Regions from separate parts of the Zea mays genome. Here region 2 is linked to region 1. A link is a contact called in public Hi-C data. All regions are on one chromosome and are shown on one strand. Each heading gives the region's core, a stretch centred on a gene start, on an enhancer-like site or on the middle of the called end of the contact. The rest is flanking DNA. Distances are from core to core; before and after follow the strand shown.

The links. A called contact is a pair of places that touch in the nucleus more often than the background predicts.
Region 2: a contact with region 1 is called in a Hi-C map of ear, with 2.3 times the contacts expected there. The contact joins the promoter of LOC103627622 here to the promoter of LOC100279805 in region 1. A contact is called at or near these places in 5 of 25 Hi-C or Micro-C datasets (bundle sheath, ear, endosperm and 2 more).

Annotation. Positions count from the first base shown.
Region 1 is chr5:209,363,081-209,366,891 of Zm-B73-REFERENCE-NAM-5.0, reverse strand. It overlaps LOC100279805, which reads left to right and starts at 1,796. Exons shown (of 7, transcript NM_001152761.1): 1 at 1,796-2,135; 2 at 3,156-3,207; 3 at 3,382-3,462; 4 at 3,651-3,769. The coding sequence starts at 2,013.
Region 2 is chr5:209,561,922-209,565,732 of Zm-B73-REFERENCE-NAM-5.0, reverse strand. It overlaps LOC103627622 (inorganic pyrophosphatase TTM1), which reads right to left and starts at 1,709. Exons shown (of 14, transcript XR_004849688.1): 1 at 1,370-1,709; 2 at 1,220-1,284; 3 at 261-630. It overlaps LOC100273931 (carbamoyl-phosphate synthase small chain), which reads right to left. Exons shown (of 11, transcript NM_001148323.1): 10 at 3,247-3,412; 11 at 2,878-3,139. The coding sequence ends at 3,096.

The sequences.
Region 1 (3,811 bases), core at 547-3,046:
ATTAGAGTGATGACAAGTGCTGGCCACATCGTTACACAACTTGGCGACAACTGCTGAACTTGGTAAAAATCCTCATGATCTCGATTGTTATTGCCCTCGATTAAGTCTATCCGTAGGTTCCACGAGCTCTGGCGAACTCTCTCAATCCCTCTCTAAACACGGTTATGGTCTCGGTGGGTCTTGACAGCGATCTCCCACAGCTATGGCGCTCGGTTCTCTCGATTGTTTGTTTGATGGGGCGAGGGAGTCACCTATGATGCTACAACTGGTACATAGACACACGGGGCCGAATGTCTAGGGCGGGGAACAACGACGCGAGGTAAGGAGAGTCCGGGCAGGACTATATTGCAAGGTTTGAGGCGGTTGCAAGGTTGAAGACAAAGCTAACTCTAGGGCCCACTTGACAAAAATTGTGGCAAGCACGCACGAATAAGGCACCTTCCTAGGTAGGAAATGCACTCACCGTTTGCAGCAAACGGGGCAGCTAACACGACCTGGGCCGACTGTTGGCCCAGCTAGCGAGCGGAGGTGGGGGGAGGAAGTACTGGGTCGCAGCAGTGGCCCACAGGTAAGTGAAGTTTCTCCTTTTTCCATTTTTAGTTTCAATTTCAAGTCAAATTTAATTGTTTGAAATCCATATTCGAATTCAAACAAACAAAATAATGATCTAGCATGCAGTGCACAATCATAATTTTATTTTTTCCACTACATTTATTTTAAGAAAGTATTTCTAAATGTATAATCTATATAAAAAGGCAATAATTCAATAAGTTGGAGGAATTTATTCAAATTCCTAGGGAAATAGTCTAGATTACTCCCCTCACCTATGTGCAATGTTCACACAATCCTCTAAAGTATTTTTAGTTTATTATACCTCTTCACTCCTTTGAATTGGTTGAATTTATCCCTTAATAAATTTGGTATATTTTATTTCTTTATGTACAAACCGAGTTTTTAGCTTAAAATTTTGTTGATTAGCAGTTATAATTTAGCCTAGAAAAATATTTTATGATTTTTATAATTATTTTATTAGGTTAGAGATCAAATAAGATAATAACTTTAAGGGGCAATTGTGATTATACTCTTCTCTAACATTGCAATTATGATTTTACCCCTATGTTTGAAGACTAACTCGTCGTTTGCCCCTCCCTCTTAACACCGTTAGTGAAGATTGAAATTAGTGATTACAAAATAAAAATGAAGGGTAAAATCACAATTGTAAGGTGAGAGAATGGTATAATCACAATTAATCCTGAAACTTTCAACATTTTTTCGGGATTAATTGTGATTATACACTTCTCTCACCTTTATATTTTGATTTTACCTCTTAGTTTTTATTTTTAATTACTAATTCTGATTTTTACTAACCCCGTTAATAGAGAGGGGCAAACGACTTCTACGTCACGTCTTTTAAACAGAGAGATAAAATCACAAAGTTAAAAACGAAGTGTAAAATCATAATTACAAGGTATAATAATGATGATGATAAAGTCACAATTGCCTCTAACTTTATTGGTAAAAACTACATATATAATAATGATGATAAAGTTATAACATATTTTTTCTAACACAAGAATAGATGCAAAATGATTTAGATCTTTGATTTGAAAAAATCCAGTTTTTCGATTACCAGCAATATAATGAAATGGAATGATTTTTTTTACTACCGATCAAAATCTTCCGTATCTGCTTTCCACGTCCTTGCACCAAACAAATGGAGATGATTGATGACAACAAATCTGCAAGCATCCTCCCTTCCACAGAAAACTAAAGTAAAAATAGCCAAAAAAATCCACATCAATCACGACTCTGCATCGTGAGGCGAAAACGATAACGGGGTGGGACCCGCATGGCCGCAGCAAGATGAGGAGGAGAGGCAGCAAGGCAAGGCAAGGCAAGGCAAGGCAACGCGCCGTCATCTCATTCTCCCTCGCACCGACGAGGTCAGGTCAGAGACCTTCGAGTACTACTAGTCATGGCCCGCATCTAGAAGGCAGCAAGAAAGGGGGCGGATGGGGCGCGCGTTCGTGTACGTGATCCTGGGCGGCGGCGTGGCCGCGGGCTACGCCGCGCTCGAGTTCGCCCGCCGCGGTGGGTACTCCCGCGGAGAGCTCTGCATCATCTCCGAAGAGGCCGTAAGCTCTGCTTCCTTTTTCTTTTCCCCGTTTCTTTGAGTCTGGATTTTTTTAGTATTCCCGTCTCCCTTCCTGCTAAAAATTACACTGATAGGACCAGTGCCGGCGATGCTTCGGGAGCTTGGATTCCTTATTCTATTTCTCTTTGAGCTCTGATAGGATTATTATCGAGATAACGTATATGTCTGATCAAGTAGAGACTGCGATAGGCAGGGGAAGCAACCTTTGAACTTAGCTTTAAAGGAGCAATTTGGGGGGTCATTGTTAATCTGCAGTTTTATAGTGAGATTTAATCGGTGAGGTATTAGTGCCAAAGTCATTTGTACTCTCCAGGATTGGACTTGGACCATCTTTTTACTAGTATATCATCGGGGAATAAATGTTCGTTCCAAATTCCAAAGATATTTTTGGTGCGTACCTTTTCTACATGCAACAGAAAGGATTATGCACCTTTTCACTTAGCTGTTCCGTGGTCTTATGGTCTCACATCAATGATGAGTATCAACGAACATCCTGAATGATGTTCTTTTTAGACTATACGAAGGCTGACAAGTAGGCAACCAAGAAAACGATGTTTTTTTGGCCGGAGAAGGCATGTAATCCAATTTTTAGGTGTGGATGCTATATGATGAACTATTGCAACAGTACGAAAAAGGTGTTTCAGCATTTTCCATCAACCAAAATGCAATACCATAGGCTCTACATAATCTTTTGACTACGACATACTACCTTTGTTCTCTAATATTTGTCATCTGCTAGTTCATTTTTGAACTAAAACGCGACAAATAAAAAATAATGGAGGGAGTACATGTTTTTTTTTGTTGGTAAACAAAACACAATGTGCAATTTTCTGTTTTTGCAATATCAGATGTGTAAACTCTGGTCATCGAGAACATGTTCTTTTGCTCGCAAAACTTACTTCAGAATCAGAGTACTCTCTAGTTCTCTGTTCTATGTTTTTTTTTATTCAGACACGTGCTTTGCTAGCTAGTTACAATTTTTTTCCTGTATTCTCGCCAGGTTGCTCCTTATGAACGTCCTGCACTAAGCAAAGGCTATTTACTCCCAGAAGGTAACAACTCTTTGTTTTGAAGCATCACAATGTTCTGTTCATTTTCCACAGCTAAAAATATTTCTGGCTAAGGTTGCTCCATTCTTTTGTCGCAAATGTTGGTCTTTTTTATTTTTAAATGGTATGGGCATTGTTAATATCACTGACTGTTATTGACCCCTGAGGTATTTGCAGGTGCTGCTCGTCTTCCAGGATTTCATACTTGTGTTGGTGCTAATGATGAGTTACTGACACCGAAATGGTACAAAGAACAAGGTAGATTTTTAATGTTCTTTACTAGATTCGGCGATTAATTTCATGTATTGAATATTGGCAAAAGCTATGCATGGTGGGATGTTTAAGGAACATCTTATTGTTCATAATTTATGGAAATGATTCAGTGGATTCATCCATATGATCATTTTAATCTATTGTATTTTCTAACTTTTACTTTATTTGATTAGGCATTGAACTTGTTCTTGGAACAAAAGTGATTTCTGCTGATGTGAGGCGCAAGACATTGCTTACAGGCACTGGTGAAACTATCAGCTACAAAACTCTAATTATTGCGACAGGTGCTCGGGTATTGGATCTATTTGAACATCTCTTTATGTTTTGTTTTAAA
Region 2 (3,811 bases), core at 460-2,959, 200 kb before region 1:
TCAGAAGTTTTGTTGCTGTGAAGAAAGTGGTATATGCCTAGTAACCAGGAACAGGGAACTTTGCCATGTTCCTCATTCCAGGATCGTTTGTTCCATTCCGGGAACGCAGGAACAATATCGTCCCCATGGTATTAAAATCCTTGTTTAGTGGCGCACCACGTACCGCATTTCCGTTCCTCGACCCGTCGATCCGGGAACTTGGTTATACGGATTAAAGAAACTATAAGACAATATGCAAAGTGCTTGGTGATTAGAATTACCATCAAAATTGCCATCGACTATGCGAGTTGCGTCATTATAGTTGTCCATTGATATCACAGCAACATCAGGCATGAAATTGACCACCTTCTCAGTGAACACAGTCTTCCCAGCACCAGAGGGGCCAGCAACACCAACAAATATTATCCCGTCATTGTGCTGTGCCAAAAGCTGGCAAGCACGGATCACAACAAAGAAGCCTTTCTCAAAAGACAGTGGATCATGGAAGCGGACGATCTCATAGCGATCTGAATCTTTCCTTTTCACCAATTGGACCTTGTCACGCAAAAGGTTGTGCCGCCTCCTTGGTGAGTCAGCCATGGAATCATGTTGGTCCATTTTATTCTTCAGGATGCAATTGTAGTCTACAGTCTGCACAACAGATGGAAATAGAAAATTAAAGATATAATAGAGCTATGTGAATTCAGGGTTCCCTAAGAGGCTCAAAACATAGACTGATTGGCTTCAAGGTCGGTGTCACCGAACCGAACTGCCGAATCCAATTATATTGTACTTCCTACTTCCTAGCCCCTTTTCATTGTTTCTTTCACTTTTCCTTTATCTAACTTTTGTAACATACTTTCATGTAACTCTGTACTTGATGTTTACTTTTAGCGCATATTCTACAATGCAGTGAGAACGCCAGCTATTAAGTGCAGAACAATAATTGAGCGCTAACGAAGAACAAGGGGCGGACCCAGTAAAGGACGTGGGTGCCCAATATTTTTTGCCAAAAAAAATGAAGTTGTAAGTTAGTAAGCATGTGTATACACTCGTAATTAGATCAGATCCGAATACGAAATAGCCAAGTAGCTTAAGCGAGGGTTCGGATGGGGTTTCGCACAGCATGAATCGGGTGATCGGTTTCGCACAGCATGAATGGGAGAGGGAGGTTGCGGATACCTAGTGGGTGCTCGTTGGCGGCAAGCGAGGGAGGCCTGGCGAAGGGACCGACGAATACCTGGGCACCTGGCTTAGGGCGACGGCGGCTGTTGCCTTGCCGCGGGAGGGAAAGGACGCGTACGCCTTGCCGCACGAGACAGATCACGCGGGGTGAACCGGAGATGGAATTATGGAAAGGCAGGGGGTGAGTTCAGAACAAGAGAAATACCACAGTTCTCAGGCCCGGGAAGCGATGACGACGACCACCACGAGCAGGACCAGAGAGTTCCTCTCGGTGGTGTCCAACTCCTCACGTGCTTGGGTCGGCGCTGGACGCTCGGCGGCGCTGGCAAGGCCGAATTTGAGCACGGCGGTGTGGGTCGTGGACGGAGGAGGATGCTTCGATGTTAGTGCTACCAAGGGCCGGGATGGACATGGACGTGACTAGTGCTATGTGCTACCAAAGGCGTATGTGTAAAATTTATATGAGTCCTGCTTTATAGCTAACCGTTAAACGTTTTTATAGATTCGCTTCAATAAAAATCATCTATATTAACATAAATACAGAATCGATCGAATCATCATGTTAGTAAAAAACATCCCTTCCTAAACCTTAAACCCTACGAATCCTTCAACTTTCTCCACACACACATAACCCCGTGATATTCATATTCTCAGTTAAATTATCCATGAATCCAAGTTTTTATAAAAGGTTTTTAGAAAAAAAAATTGTACCAAACAGTTATATAGCTGAGGCAATGGAGTAAAACGAGATGGAAACGTAGAATGAGAACCGGTCTCGCGACCAATAGCGCATTGCCTTCTCAGGAATAGTTGTTGCTATGGCTCTATTCTTTACTCTCGTTTAGCCAAGTTGGGTGATTTTTGTATGGCTCTTTTTGCTCTTCTTAGAAATTGTATTGTGCTTTTTGCTCTTTTTTCTTGGAAAAAAATCAACGGACGAAGAAAAAGAAGTAAAGAACATTGAACAAGAGGACAACCCGTCCTGGAACACCAGGTTGAAAAGCAGTGCGGAGCGCGATTATTCCGTGCTCTATATCGTATACGATACAACTTGACTAGCCGAGTCACACCTCCCAAAAATGCTCGGCAAGACGGCAAACCTATAAGGCAGATTCTCTCTCGCACTCTCGCTTGCCTTTCCAGGAAAGTGACGTGCTCACAACCTCTGGCCAAACATCTAGCAAATTGCTGTAAGAGAAAGTACAAATTCTCAAGTCTTGTGATCTTTTTCTTCTTTTCTTATAAGAGATCCTGTGCCTTCGACAACAAATTGCCGAAAACACACGGTAATGGAAGGAAAGCAGAGCATCTCAACCTCGAACACAGACGTACTGACCACATTATTAGAAATACCAATAAGGCAACAAAACAACAAAAAGAATCCAAACCCCTTTCCTCCCCGTCACACTGTCAATCTGGTCAGACAGAGCATCTACTGGTGCAGTACGGATAAACGAGAAAGTTTCCAGATCAGATGCACATCGAACGATCTACACGAACCTTGTCGCCAACAAAAGCTGGATGATTTTCCATCAGTCATTTAAAAAGCTGGCAACAACGTTGTGCTTGTGCACATCTGATTAGCTTGGAACAACAGAAGTATCCACTGACGAGCCTTCATGGCCATCCTTTATCTCTATACTAACTAGTCTACTGGTGCTCACCACTTTACTTGCCGGCCAGAAATTCGCGAGCATAATCTGAGTATACTGTACCGTGCAATTTGATAACATGTTATTCTCAAGAAATTCAACCAGTTCACTACTTCAATTCATGGTACAGCTGCAGAGCATCTTATGCTATGTCCTCTGGACCCAAAATTCAAGTACATGAACATCCCAAAGAAAAACACTAAAATGAAACAAATTCTTTTGAGCTTGCTGCGAGAGAGCACCAAGACAATTGTTGACCTTTGCCAGTACTCCCCTCCCTCACAATCTGTTGCTCTTCATGAGCTCTATAAACTCACCGAAGGCTGTAAAGCACAAAAGACGAATCGAGACATCAGCTAAATCACATTAAGATAGCAGTACGTTCTACACCATGGTGGATCAACAGAAGATTCTAGCAAAAGAAATGTACCTGTGTCGGAATCATGCGGACCTGGGGAAGACTCAGGATGGTACTGGAGAGACACAAGCTTCATCTTGGCGTACTGAAGGCCAGCACAACTATTGTCGTTGAGATTGACGTGAGTTACTTCTGCTCCTTCTGGAAGTGATTCTGGGTCAACTGCGTAGTTATGGTTCTACATGGAACGAAAACGAAACATGCTTTAGGACAATACAGATTACAAATACAAGCTAGGAAGCATCACAGGTACCAAAAAAAAAGTGATTTCAGATTCTCAGTAACATGGACTAGAGAAAAGTAACAGCATGGATACTACCATACTTAGAAGGTAAAACATAATCTTCTTGGCGGGAACCCCCACTCATTTCAACCAATAACTGATTTTATATCTCAACTGACTTGTCATATTTACTCTCACCCTAGCATGTTATACTGCTATTGGTTGTAGCATTGCCTAACAAAACAAAACTACAATTCTATATGAAGACTCTGAGAAACTCAAATTTACTTAAGGAACAGATGGAAGACGTGCAGCACCTCTCACAACAAATAGAGAATTAGAGATACAACAATA